2 separate regions of the Mus musculus genome follow, and region 1 is linked to region 2. A link is a contact called in public Hi-C data. All regions are on one chromosome and are shown on one strand. The core of a region is the stretch at or near the end of the contact, and the rest is flanking DNA. Distances in the headings are between cores, read along the strand shown. Region 1 holds the start of Iqcn (IQ motif containing N). Region 2 holds the start of Crtc1 (CREB regulated transcription coactivator 1).

Region 1 (7,185 bases), core at 964-3,463, 260 kb after region 2:
TGTCGCCCATCGACATGGACACGCAAGAACGCATCAAGGCGGAGCGCAAGAGGCTGCGCAACCGCATCGCCGCCTCCAAATGCCGCAAGCGCAAGCTGGAGCGTATCTCGCGCCTGGAGGAGAAAGTCAAGACCCTCAAAAGCCAGAACACCGAGCTGGCGTCCACCGCCAGCCTGCTGCGCGAGCAGGTGGCGCAGCTCAAACAGAAAGTCCTCAGCCACGTCAACAGCGGCTGCCAGCTGCTGCCCCAGCACCAGGTCCCGGCGTACTGAGCCCGAGCGCGGGGCGCATGCGCGGACTAGCTGCGGTGGGGGGGCGCCCCGGACTCTTTCGAGACTCGGTGCCCCCGGACTCGACAAGCCGGACCCCCCTTAACTCTGGATGGGGAACCCGAGCGCACGACCCCCGCCCTCGCGCCGCCTCTCTACCCCCAGTCCTGCGCGTGGCTGCCCCTTTGTACCTCCGAGTAGGGGCTCTAAGGGGCGCGCAGCCTCACGCTCTGCCTTTCCTTTTTTTTTTGCCTTTTGGAAGAGAGAACGGGAGTGTCCGATTCCGCCCTATTTATGTTTCTACTCGGGAACAAACGTTGGTTGCGTGTTGAGTGTGTGTTTCCTTGTGTTGGTTTTTTAAAGAAACGGGAAGAAGAAAAAAAAAACCCTCTCCCCTCCCCCCCCCCCCGCTCTCTCTCCTCCCGACACCATCCCCTCTCTTTTTGTTTGGTTTTGTTTTGCTACGAGTCCACATTCCTGTTCCGTAATCCTTGGTTCGCCGGTTTTGTGTTTTCAGTAAAGTCTTCGTTACGCCAGCTTGGCTGTCCGCCTCCTTCTTCCCCCGCCTGGGCTGAGGGTGGGCGGGGCTAGCCCTCTCCCATCCCCCTCCCTCCTCCTCTAACCTCTTTCCTCCCCTTCTTCCCCCCCCCCCTGGGGGGGGGGAACGCGGCGTGGGCGCGGGCCGTGCCTGCACATCTGCTGCGCAGCGAGCGCCACCTAGGTGCACGCTGTCGGCCCAGGTCCAGGTGGCACCAGGACGCAATCCTGGACTAGCCTATCAATTTAGCTGGTATATCCTTTAGGAAGAAGAGTGACTACATGGGAAGGGGCAGAAGGAAGTGCTTACAAGCTTGGGGCCTCCGGGATTCATCCATACAGAAAAGAGCTGGGCTTGCAGCCTGTGCTCACTAGATTTTATTCGCCTTTGTTGGTTTCAAAGGGTACCTCAGACCCAGAGCCTTCTCTGCAAGTCTATGTGGGAGCCTAGAATCATGTAGGTGCATTTAAATATCTCCCTGACACGCCCCCTTCTCGCAGCACCTGCTCTATTTTGAGGAAACAATATTCAGCGAAGTAAAGCAATTGTCTTGAGTCACATAGCATCTTTATTTTTGAGACAAGGATACTTCATGTAGTCTTGACTGTTCTGGAACTTTCTATGCAGACCAGCCAGAGCTCCCCCTGCCTCTGCTTCCTGAGTGCTGGGGTTAAAGGTATGTGCCATCACACCTGCCTGTTTCATCTCCGTTTTCAGTGCCCTGGGCTTAGAGCAGATTAATCAAGGTCGTCCAGCTCAGCCCAGTGGGAACATCTGACCCTAGGTCTCGTCTCCCCTCCCCTCCCCCATGTTATATATACAGTTTCCTGTCAGCCCTGGCCACTGCTGTTGAGACCCTGGGTCTTGAGGCTCTCAGGGTGTCACTGTGGGTGATAGGTCACATGGTAAGTCCCAGTGGGTGGCAGGTGTCCCTAGACAGCTGCTGAGTGCCTGCCTGCCCGCCCTGAATGGAACTCTTGTGGGTCCAGCTTGGTTCTGGCATCATCCTAACATTTGGGAGGCCGAGGCGGGAGACTCCTCAATCCTAGACCAGCCCAGGCTACACACCCTGTCTAGTAAGACTAAAGCTAGTAATGAAAAGGCTTGAACATAGGTTCCCTGGATGCTGGGATGACAATCTAGTTCATACAGTGTGAGGATGGAGCCCAGGGCTGAGTTTCCTGGGCAGGCACTCTCCTGAGCTTCGGGCACATAAGAGTTCCAGCTTGGGTACCATGGTGGAGTTTTGCAGCAGCTATGAAAGCTATACTCTTCCTTTGTGGGCCTCTATCTTATGTGCTCTGAAAAGGGGGTGTCCTGATCTTGGTTCCCCTCTTCCCTGTCCCTCTCAGGGCCAAGATGATTATTATTATTGTTGTTTTGTGGGTTTTTTTTTTTTTTTGAGACAGGGTTTTTCTCCTGTAGCCTTGGCTATCCTGGAACTCACTTTATAGACCAAGCTGACCTCAAACTCAGAAATCCTCCTGCCTCTGCCTCCCAAGTGCTGGGATCAAAGGTGTGTGCCACCACTGCCCAGCTGGGCCAAGATTATTGTACCCCTATTACACAGCAGTGGCCCAGAAACCTGTTCTACAGGCTGTGAACAGCATAGTAGAAATTTGAACTCTGACCTCTCCTTTGGCCCTTGAAATGTTGGGATACCATGTACACCAGTGTCTGCAGTGTTCTGCTTTTGTAGTGTTAGATGGAATCTGGATCTTTATAAAGATTTGTGTTGTTTGAGATGATGTCTTACTGTATAGCCCAGACTGGCCTCGAACTCAGTTTTTCCCACCTCTGGGACTAAAGGCATGTGCCACCACAGCGGCCCAATGAGGTTTTGTTGATGTTGGGAGTGTTTCCAGTCAGCTGATCAGAGCCAGGCTGGGCCCTGCAAGCCTGTGACTTAAGCACTTGCAATGTAGAGGCAGAAGGGCCATGAGTTTCAGTCCAGCCTGGGGTATATAAGGAGCCTATCTCAAAACACCAAGGACTCTTGACAGAGCACATCATGTGCCCAGGGGGCCTGGGCTCAGAGTTCTGTTCCCCAGCATTGAAAGGCTGGCTCTGCAATTCAAGTACATTTCTTTCCCTGAGTCTCATCTAGCACATGGGCTAAGACCACCATATCTAGGTGCCCAAAGAAACAAAAGGCTCACTAGAAGTGCTCACAACAGCTAAAGGACAGAGGAGAGAGGCAGGGAAAAGCCACAGGGTTGTATGTCTGCTCTTTGCATAGAGGCCTTGTTCTAGTAGCCCCTTGGCCAGGCGAAGTGGTTCTGGCTTGAGCCTGCTGTGCATAGGCCAAGGTGTGTGTCAGCCTTGGCTGGAGCATCTATGACTCACACTGGGTATGAGCCCAGCCTGGGGAGGTGGCCCAGAACATTGGCTTCACTCCATCTGCCCCCTCCTAGGGCTGTGGCTCACACTGCATGACCTTTTATTTTTTTCTACACAGGGTCTCCATATGCAGCCCAGGCTGGCCTGGAACTCACCAAAATCCATAAACTCTCGGTGCTTGACTGTTGCAGGCCATATGAAGCTTTGCACGTGTCTTTTCATGCCCTCCAGGAGATGTCTCCAGGACATCTTGGAGGCTCAGCAGCTATGTCAGGTGGTGACAGAACTCCCTCCAAACACAAGGCAAGAGGGGGGAAGGCTAGCTCTATGCTCAGAGCCCTAATTTTCCTTCCCTGTTGGACCATCAGGACAGCTCAGATCCTCTTGTCCTGTCAGGGGCCCCAGTTCCAAGCTCTAGAACCCTTTCCCCTAAATGCTGCTGGGGATTGGTCGGAACTCACCTGGAGTCATAAAGACATTTGGGTGCCCCGGTTCCCAAGGCTGGCTGTCAGGGCTGGTGGCTTCAGCTCTGGGGATAGGTGAGTGGGCTGGTGGGGGTACCACACTCTGTCACCCAGCTCTTGCCAAGAATGTCTGCATTCTCTGGACTGCGGTAGGTAGCTAGGCCCTTAGAGATTGTATTTGGGTCCCTCAAGCCATGATGGTACTGTCCCTTGGGCACCAACCCTGTGAGCCTGTTTTCCTTCTCCAGCACCAAGGTAGGGTGGGCTTGCTCTGTGTGACTAAGATGGAGCAGAGGGGTCTCAGAGATGTGCTCACAGGCATCCCTAGACCACTGCCCTGGTGCCCCTCCATTTCCTCTCCGATCCCCACACCATAACCCTGTTTCTCCCCCTCTGAACTCTTATCAGGCCCTGTATCACCTGGTGGCTTTCCTTTTCTTTTTTAAATAGGGCCTTATGTAGCCCAGGGAAGCCTTGAACTTACTGTGTAGGTGGGGTTACCATGAATTGTGCTCCCCATGGTCCAAGCCCCACTTTCCCTGTGACATGGGCATCATGGTCTGATGACAATCGCTGATTGTGAGCCTGCTGACAGCTCCTCCTAGCATGCTGGGGTTTTGTCTCACAGGTGTCTCTGTACACATGAGTGTTCTGGGATTTGGATGAAAATTTGGGTTGCAGAGGTCACAGAATGGGGGCTCAGTTGCTGACCTCATGCTGGCTCATTGTTGAAGCCAGGGGTGTCTTGAGGGCCTGGGGGACACGGTGACCGCTCCAGGACCGAGGACATCCCTGGGACCTGTCCTGAAGGAGAGGGCTGTGGTCACCCTTGTTGACTGGAGTCAGCGAGCCAGGTTCTGCTGTGGACCCTGTAGTGACCGTGGACAGGTAACCGCACTTCTGGAACTCGGTTTTTCTTTCATTTTTATTAGACAGGGTGCTACTATGTAGACCAGGTTAGCCTGGAATTCACAGAACTCCATCTGCCTCTGCCTCCTCACCACATGCCTGGCACCATATTGTTTTTTGAGATAGGTTCTCACTGGCCAGTGGCCAGTTCGTCAAGACAGAGTGAGTAGCCAGTCCCAGGGACCTTGCCTTTACCTCCACAGCTCTGGCTTATAAACATGAGGTTTTTCATTGTTGTTGTTGTTGTTGCATAAGACAGGGTCTCAATGTATATCCCTGGCTGTCTTGGAAGTTGCTATGTAGCCTCAGACTCACAGAGACCTGCCTACCTCCACACAGCTTTTCTGTGTTCTCAGGCTAGTCTGGCCAACATGGTACTGTAGTTCTGAGCTGTTCTAACCTCTGCCTGTTCCTGTGTGGTGCACACGGGGCTTGAGAGGGGCTCAGGGCTATTCTTATGGAGGACCTGAATGGTTTCCAGAGCCCAGAGGCTCACAACATTCTGTAATCACAGTTCCAGGAGCCATCCTCAGACCTCTGGGGACACCTGCATGCACACAGCAGTGTCCTCATCAGTCTCTGTGTTGTGATGAATTTCATGCCCGAAAGCAATTAGGAAGGGGAGGGTCTGTCAGGCTTACACTTCACACCCATTGAGGGATGTTAGGGCAGGAACTCCCACAGCCCAGGAACCTGGAGGCAGGAGCTGATGCAGAGGCCACAGAAGGGACTGCTTACAGCTGCCTCGCCATGGCTTGCTCAGCCTTCCTTTTCTTGTTGTTTGTTTGTTTGTTTGAGACATGGTCTCTGTGGGTAGCCCTAGCTGTCCTGGGAATTAACTTTGTAGACCAGGCTGGCCTCTACCACTTGGCTTAGTCTAATCATATGGAAGGAGGCGTTTTCTCAGTTGAGGTTTCCTACTCTGATGATTAGCTTATGTCGAGTTGACATAAAACTAGCTAGTAGAGATGTATAATAACACTACAAATAATGGTTAATGAAATCAAATGATAAAATGGACTGGAGAAATGGCTCAGATTAAGAGCACTGACTGCTGTTCCAGAGGTTCAGTTCCGAGCACCCACACGGGGGCTCACAACCAACTCCCCTGGCTTCTACAGGCACTGTACCACACCCAGTGCACAGACATACACACAGGGAAAATAGTCACATATGTGAAGTGAAATGTAAAAGCCAACAACCAAGGCAGCGTGACAGGATGTAGGCGACTCAGCCACCATGTGCAATTGCTCAGCAGTCATGAAGAGCAGCTCAGATCCCAGCACCCACAAAATGACCTGAGAGATTGTACCCGCCTGTAACCACAGTGTGCACTCACATTACACCATCACACACATACAGATACACACATAAAACAATGTTTTTTTAAAAGATTTATTTATTTATTATATTTACATATATAAGTAAGTACACTGTAGCTGTCCTCAGATACTCCAGAAGAGGGCATCAGATTTCATTACGGATGGTTGTGAGCCACCATGTGGTTGCTGGGATTTGAACTCGGGACCTTCAGAAGAGCAGTCGGCACTCTTAACCACTGAGCCATCTTACCAGCCCCCAAAACAATGGTTTTTAAAGCCAGACATGGTGGCTCACACCTTTAATCCCAGAACTAGGGAGACAGAGGCAGGTGGATCTTTGTGACTTTCAGGCCAGCTTGGTCTACATAGAGACATGCTGTCTAAGGAAAAGAAAAGAATTAAACCAGTCCTACTCTGATTCTGGATCAGTCTGTCTCTTTGGTACTGCCAACTCTTGCCTTATGTGTTTGGTAGTTGTGTTATTAGGTTCAGATGTATTTGTTGTTGCTTTGTCTGAGTGTCTTCTGTGGATATGAGGCATAAGTACCTCAGACTGGAACATAGCCATGGTAGCCAACAAGTCTTGTCTCTACTCATTTACCTCCAATATAACCAGATCTTCGTGGTTTTTTTTTTTTTTTTTTTTTTTTTGTTTTGTTTTTCGAGACAGGGTTTCTCTGTGTAGCCCTGGCTGTCCTGGAACTCACTCTGTAGACCAGGCTGGCCTCGAACTCAGAAGTCCACCTGCCTCTGCCTCCCGAGTGCTGGGACTAAAGGCGTACGCCACCACCGCCCGGCCAGATCTTCGTGTTTAAAGTATCTGGTAGTAAAATTAAGTTAGGATCCTTTGTCTGACATCATTTATCTATGTAAACAGGATCTCATTCCCTAGACCAGGCTGGCCTTGAACTCACAGAGATCCACCCCTTGAGTGCTGGGGTTAAGTGGGTGCTACCAGGACTGGTCTAGATTTTGCTGTTGTTGTTTTGTTCTCTCTCTCTCTCTCTCTCTCTCTCTCTCTCTCTCTCTCTCTCTCTCTCTCTCTCTCTCTGGTTTTTCAAGACAGGATTTCTCTGTATAGCCCTGGCTGTCCTGGAACTCACTCTGTAGACCAGGCTAGCCTTGAACTCAGAAATTCGCCTGCCTCTGCCTCCCAAGTGCTGAGATTAAAGGCATGCACCACCACGCCTGGCTTGTTTTCTCTTTTTAAAAATTGTTATATGTATGGGTACTTTACCTGAGTGTGTGTCTGTGCACCATATGTGTGCCTGTTGAAGCCAGATAGGGTATGAGATCTGCTGAGACTGGAGTTAGGGACAGTTGTGAATGGTGTGGGTGCTGGG
Region 2 (7,230 bases), core at 165-2,664:
ATCTCCACCCGGCAGATGATACACTGTTTATTTGTTCATTCATTGCCCTTTCTCAATGCCTTTCTCAATACACTGAGGGAGAACATGCCCCCCTTCACCCCCCTCCCCCGCCCCGAGGGCTTTGGGGACAGAGTCTGATTGAAAGTGAGAAAACCACCACATTCAATCACTCACTTTCGCCTACGATGCCACAATCTTGGAGAAACAAGCAACTGACTATAAGATTACCTGACCCAAAGGTGCCCACTGATGAATCCAAGCCTCATGTAAGTACCCCTGGCAGGTCACATGGGACTCAGAACCCAGGTCTGAGGGTGTGCAGAACATGCCACACACCAGCATCACCTCCTTCACCCTTGAGGAAAGTCTGATGACACACACTTGACATGGAAGGATAAGGCTCCGCATCCACTCCACTTGGCCAAGAACCTAGCAAGGCCAGCTATGCCTGTCAAATGGCCCAGCCACCCAGTCTGTTGGCAGCTGTTCCCTGTCATGCATGGGAACCAAGCAGCCACCTCTATGCTGACTCCAAACATGGAGGAGGGATATCCTCAGCTATCCAGGAGGGATAACATCTCCTTCACGGCAGAAGTAGGAGTACCAAGGAAGGCACAGGTGACAATGATACAGTATCACCTCCTCCTCAGGTGCCAATGGAGTGACAACTGTGCCCTCAAATAACGATGAAAGGACCCCTTTCCTTTAGGTAACAATGAAGGGTGACAACCGTCCACTCAGGTAGCATTAATGGAGACCTGTCCACTCAAGTAGCATAAAGGGTGACAACTATCCCCTCAAGGTAGCAACAATGGGGCCACTTATCCACACAGATAACACTAAGGGAACAACTCTCCCTGAAGGTAGCAAAGATGGTGGCACCTATCCCACCAGGTAGCAATGAAGGGTGACACCTGCCCCACCAGGTAGCAATGAAGGGTGACACCTGCCCCCTCAGGTAGCAATGATGGAGTCGTAGGTCCTACGAGGTAGCAATGATGCAGTCCCTGTACCATCAGGTAGCAATCAGGGGGGTGACACGTGTCCATTCTGATAGCTATGATGATGGCACATGTCCCCTCAGACAACAATAATAGATGACACCAGTCCACTCAGGTAGCTGCGATGGGACCACCTGTCAAGTCCAAAGAGCAATCTCGCGAGCAGCCGCTCAGCGCTGTGGCGGCGTGGGGACACCTGCGGCGGCCGCAGCCCCGCCCCCGCGTCTCTTCCTCCTCCCCTCCCTCCTCCCCTCCCCTCCCCCGCGCTCTCACCCGCGCGGCCCGCGTCAGGCTCAGGTCCTTCATGACCTCCTCGAAGGCCGCCGTCTCCTCCGCCTGCTTCTGGTTGTGCAGTGCGATCTTCTCGCTAAATTTCCGCGGATTGTTCGAAGTCGCCATCTTCTCGCCGCCTCCTCCTACTCCTACTCCTCCTCCACCTCCTGGCCCCCCCCACTCTCGGGAGCCACCGCGCAGGCGCCGGCCGGGCCCACGGCCGGAGAGAACGCGCAGGCGCAAGCACGGCCCAGAGCGTGGCGCCGGCGCGCGGGAGAGGCGTGTGGCGTTGGGGTGAACACGCCTGCGCGTGCCTGGGCAACGCGTCGGGAGCCTGGGAGGGGCGTGCCTACGCAGGCGCACTGCAGTGCGCGTGGTTCGCTGGACAGCGGTCCGGGTCCTGTCCCATCAGCGAGGGACTTGAGTGGCAGAGGACACGGCAGAACTGATGCCTGCATTCACTGGACTCCAGCATTCGCTGAGGACTTGTTGGCGCGCCTGCTGTATTCCAGGGCACAGGCATGAACAGAGTGGGCCCTGGGCTACACAGCCGGGGAAGGGAGCAGACTTCCTACCAGGAATTGAGCAGGGGTCCCAAAGTACAGTTCCTGGGCAGAGCCTGACTTGGCACACAGAAGCCGGGGTTCGGTCCCCAGCAATACACACACACACACACACACACACACACACACACACACACACACACACCACACTTATAATAAAGTTTCAAATGGGAGAAATGTGCTGCGCCTTCTAAGAAAAAAGACAGTACTGGCCATGATGGTACGACCAGCTGGAGCCAAGGGGATGGGGAATTCAAGCCACCCTTACCTGTAGAGTGAGTTCAAACCAGCCTGTGACACAGGACACGGAGAAAAAAAGACAAATGGGGGGGGGCTCTCTGGAAAGATGGAAAGATTGCTCAGAGACTAAGGGCACCTGCTGTCCTCGAGAAAGACCTGACTTTGTGATCCCATGGAATAGCTCATATGCCCTTGCAACTAAGGTTCTAGAAATCCAACGCCCTCTTCTGGCCTTGGCAAGAAGTTAAATATACACATAGCATGTGCACACACACACACACACACACACACACACACACACAGAGATACATAGATAAATGTTTTAAATTTAAAAATATTGCCAGGCAGTGGTGGCACACACCTTTAATCCCAGTATTCAGGAGGCAGAGGCAGGCAGACTTCTGAGTTCCAGGCCAGCCTAGTCTACAGAGTGAGTTCCAGGACAGCCAGGACTACAGAGAAACCCTGTCTTGAAAAAAAAGAAAGAAAGAAAAATTAGAGAGCTAAGGTCAGGCATAGTGGCACGTGCCTTTAATCCCAGCAGAGGCAGGCAGTTCTCTTTGAGTTCAAGGCCAGCCTGGTCTACAAAGCGATTACCCAGTCAGGGCTACACAGAGAAACCCTGCCTCAGAAAAAAAAAAAAGAAAAGAAAAGCAAGCAATAAATAAATAAAAACAAATAGAGCTAGAGAGAAGGCTCCGTTATGCTAGCATTTGCTGTACAGGCACACACATTAAAGTTTGGCGTGGCCATTGAGTGCTGCAGATAGGGGACTGGCCAATCACTCTACTGAAAGGGGAGCCTCACGTTCCATTCAGTGGGATGCTCTGCTTCACATGAAGAAGTAGAAGGGATCAGAAAAAGGCACACATGTCTGTGGCACACATGCACACACACACACATGCTGTGCTGAAGGAGACTGTATGAAACCCAGACCACACAGAGGAAAACAGAGCCTCAAGGTGGTAAGACTTTGAACTGTGTGAAGCTGGAGACACAGGCCTTTCCGCTACTGGGGCCATTGTGTCCTTCCAAATTTACTTAGGTCCATCTTTCCTACCTGGCAATGCCTGAGACCACCATCTCTGCCAGGAAGAGGGGAGATGGGACACACTTCTGTCTACCAGCTAGTTCTCACTATTGTCCTGAGAGGTCAAAGGCACAGACAAAGCCTACAGCTGCCTGGAAGGGGGACCCCTGGCTATAATTGGGCTCTGACTGTGATCCTGGCTGTCTCCCATGGCTTTAGAAGGCTTTAGTGAAATTAATGTGCATTGATAAACACCAGCTGTCTCTGCCATTTACTCTGGTCTGAAGGGAACCCATCACAGACACAGGAGAACAGAGCAGACATGGGCTGGGAGGGAGTAGAGGTCAGCAGGTAACCACCTGGGGGCTGTGTCCTCACTCCATTCACCCCACAGCCTTGGCTGTAACTTATCAGTCCTATCCCCCAGAGTGGTGGAACAATGGCCTGACGACGACTGGATCCATTGGTCACTGCCTCCCAGGATGGATGAGGGAGATATGGAGAGAATCATACACCCAGGTGTCCCCCTCCCTTATTTCCTCACACTTGTCATGCCAGCATTGGGGAAACTGAGGCAGAAGGATTGAACGTTCCCAGGCAGGGTCTGGAGAGATGGCTCAGTAGGAAGTGTGGTAGTCTGAATACAAATGGCTCCTGTAGGGGCTGGAGAGATGGTTAAGATGGAGCAGTGGTTAAGAGCACTCACTGCTCTTCCAGAGGTCCTGAGTTCAAATCGCAGCAACCACATGGTGGCTCACAACCATCTGTAACAAGACCTGATTCCGTCTCTGGTGTCTGAAGACAGCTACAGTGTACTTACATATAATAAATAAAATAAATCTTTAAAAAAAAAAAACAACCAAATGGCTCCTGTAGGCACATATTAACAGGTAGTGGCACTACTTAGGCAGGACTGGGAGATGTGGCCTTGTTAGAGTATCACTAAGGGTGGCTTTGGGGTTTCAAACACTCAAGCCAGGCCCAGTGTCTTTCTTCCTGCTGTCTATGGATCAATGTAGAACTCCCAGCTCCTTCTCCAGCACCATGTCTGCCTGCATGCTGTCATGCTCCCACCATGACGATCATGGACTAAACCTTTGAAACTGTAAGCCAGCCCTAATTAAATGTTTTCTTTGTAAGAGTTGCCTCTTCACAGCAATAGAACAGTGACTAAGGCAGTTGGTAATTGGGTTTGAATCTCATCTTCCACACAGCAGCTCATAACCATTTGCAGCTGCAGCTCTAGTTACAGAGGATCCAACACCCTCTTCTTCTCCCTATTCTTCTTCCTCTTCTTCTTCTCCAGCCCCAACACCCTCTTCTGGCCTCCTTGTTCACTGTACTCACAAAGGCGTACAGAAACAAATAAGTTTAGTTAACTTTAGTTGCATGTGTGATGTACATGTGCATGTGTTCATGTGTGGGTGTGAATGGGTGTGTGCAGTGCAAACTTCTGGTTTCTTTGGAAAGTCAGTTATGTCAAATGATGGTTTGCTGGGACACACAGGTGAAAGGATGTTTTGCTGGGGCAGACACATGAAAGAATGCTTTCCTGAAGCAGACACAGGAGAAAGGATGTTTTCCTATAGCAAACATAAGAAAGGAAACATGAGCCGGGCGTGGTGGCGCACGCCTTTAATCCCAGCACTTGGGAGGCAGAGGCAGGCAGATTTCTGAGTTCGAGGCCAGCCTGGTCTACAAAGTGAGCTCCAGGACAGCCAGAGCTATAAAGAGAAACCCTGTCTCCAAAAAACAAAAACAAAAACAAAAACAAAAAAAAAAAGAAAGAAAGGAAACATGATGCTAAAAAGGAAATATATAACCCAACAGATGGTGGATGATGCTGTATGGTATTGGTATGCCTTGCCATTCCGTACCAGTCATTGTTTGTTGTGAATTCATAGAAAGAAATGCACTAAAAACTTCTGGTGGTGTTCTGGAGTCTTCTGGCCGCTTCTCCAGACTTGGGCCAATTGGCATAGTGAAATGGAAATTTCTGGATCTGTCAGAGTTTTGCTAAGACAGACTCACATGGCGTTTTAATGAGGCAAGACCAGTGGGAGGACACATGATGCTTGGAGGGAGTATAAACAGGACCCAATGGACAGTAATGGGGGAAGGGGGCTTGCATAGCTGGCTTTTCAACACTTCATTGGTCTCAAGTCTTCGTCTTTGATGATCTTCACTTTATTGAGAGAGGCACAGCCGAGAACTTCTCCTGGTGTCCTTCCTGGTCCTGGTGGCTCCTGCTGACTTGTGCTGATTCATTGAGGCCTGGGGTTTCTGCTGGGTCATGCCACCACTGCTGATTCATGTTTGCTCTCCTGACACAACTGAACTAGACACCTGATATCCTGACAATTAGAGACTGAACTCGACCCAAAGAACTGTTTCTAAACAGGTTCACTTTCCCCGTATCCTAAAAACCTTCTTTTCACTATCTCTGGAGGGTGATGGACTAGAAGGAAGGTTAAAGCATGTCAGAACGCTTATTAAAAATAGGTTTTGAGGTCGGGCAGTGGTGGCACATGCCTGTAATCCCAACACTTGGGAGGCAGAGGCAGGCGGATTTCTGAGTTCGAGGCCAGCCTGGTCTACAGAGTGAGTTCCAGGACAGTCAGGACTGCACAGAGAAACCCTGTCTCAAAAAAAAAAAAAAAAGGTTTTGAAATATTTAAGCCTACAAGTGTGTGCAGCCTGAGTGCTGGGGCCTGGGAAGCCACACAGAGCACACTGCAAGTGCTAAGGCCCCAAGGCAGGCTGCAGCCTGCTAGAGTGAAGGGCAGGAGAAAGGAAAGAGGGAGGTGACACTGGGGAAACTGGCATGGAACACATGCCAGGTAGAGCTACAGAGCCAGGTACAACTATGACTACAGGACAGAAAACTGGATCTGTGAGCGGTGAGATAGTTCAGGCAGCACAGTGCTTGCTGTGCAGTGCACATGACTCTAATCCCAAGTTCAAGAAGTTACAGACTGGAGGATTCCTGGGGCTCACTGGCACGCAGGCTAGCTGAAGCATGACTTCCACATTTAGTGAGAGACACTGAGAGATGGCTCAGCAGGTAAAGGCACTTGCAGTGCTGACCTGAGTTCAATCCCCAGGACTGCCACAGTAGAATGAGAGAACCGACTCTCACAAGTACTCCTCTGACATCTACACAGATGCACACACACACACACACACACACACACACACACACACACACACACACACTCACACACACACACACACACACTCACACACACACACACTCACACACACTCACACACACACACACACACTCACACACACACACACACACACACTCACACACACACACTCACACACACACACTCACACACACACACACTCACACACACACACTCACACACACACACACACAACACACACACACACACACTCACACACACACACACACTCACACACACACACACACACACAACACACACAACACACATACACACACAACACACACAACACACACACAACACACACACACACACACACACACACACACACACACAGCAGAGTGGATGAGAAAAGCACGCATGAGTCAATTTCTGACCTGCACATGTGCACACTCGCATACATACACACACACCCATTCACACCCACACAAGCACATCACACATACAACAAGGTCCAAGAGGCTTGGCTGAGTGGTTTCTAAGGTGTGCACTGCATTGCATATGATGCTCTCTAGCACCTGTACTCCCCTCCTAGAGAGTGGCCCAGGGAAAGCAAGTGTAGGGAGCAGACTCACTTCTGGAGGTCGTCTTTGTGGCAGGTTTTGAGGGATGAATAGGAGTCCCCCAGGCATATCCAAAAGTGGATCACAGACAGAAGTCCCTTTTCATGCTGAGATGTTGAGATCTTATGAGAAGTTAAAGCAAAACCTAAATTCTCGTGACGGCAGGTGGCTCTCTGGCAGACTTGCTCTCAGATCCTCTCTGTGCATTTCCTGGGTTAAGTATGGGGACAGAACTCTATCTAGCATCCTGTGGGAAAGATGAATGAGTGTGCTTGGCTTGCTCTGAAAGCCATAGCTGCCTGGGGAAACTACCAGGATTGGACCAGACTTCTCTTAGCTGTTCTTTGTTTTATAAGGTGTTGGCTGTTC

Evidence for each region. A called contact is a pair of places that touch in the nucleus more often than the background predicts.
Region 1: a Hi-C map of CD4 T cells shows a contact between it and region 2, with 2.9 times the contacts expected there. The contact joins the promoter of Iqcn here to the promoter of Crtc1 in region 2. A contact is called at or near these places in 1 of 484 Hi-C or Micro-C datasets (CD4 T cells) and 2 of 115 datasets of contacts at active chromatin or transcription factors (embryonic stem cells and pancreatic cancer cells).

The regions. Positions count from the first base shown.
Region 1 is chr8:70,699,812-70,706,996 of GRCm38.p6, forward strand. It overlaps Iqcn (IQ motif containing N), which reads left to right and starts at 2,214. Exons shown (of 4, transcript NM_001370847.1): 1 at 2,214-3,760. Jund (jun D proto-oncogene) reads left to right here. Exons shown (of 1, transcript NM_010592.5): 1 at 1-805. The coding sequence ends at 272. It overlaps Gm34255 (a long non-coding RNA gene), which reads right to left. Exons shown (of 3, transcript XR_379077.3): 3 at 7,056-7,185.
Region 2 is chr8:70,438,159-70,445,388 of GRCm38.p6, forward strand. Crtc1 (CREB regulated transcription coactivator 1) reads right to left here and starts at 1,415. Exons shown (of 14, transcript NM_001004062.2): 1 at 1,275-1,415. The coding sequence starts at 1,400.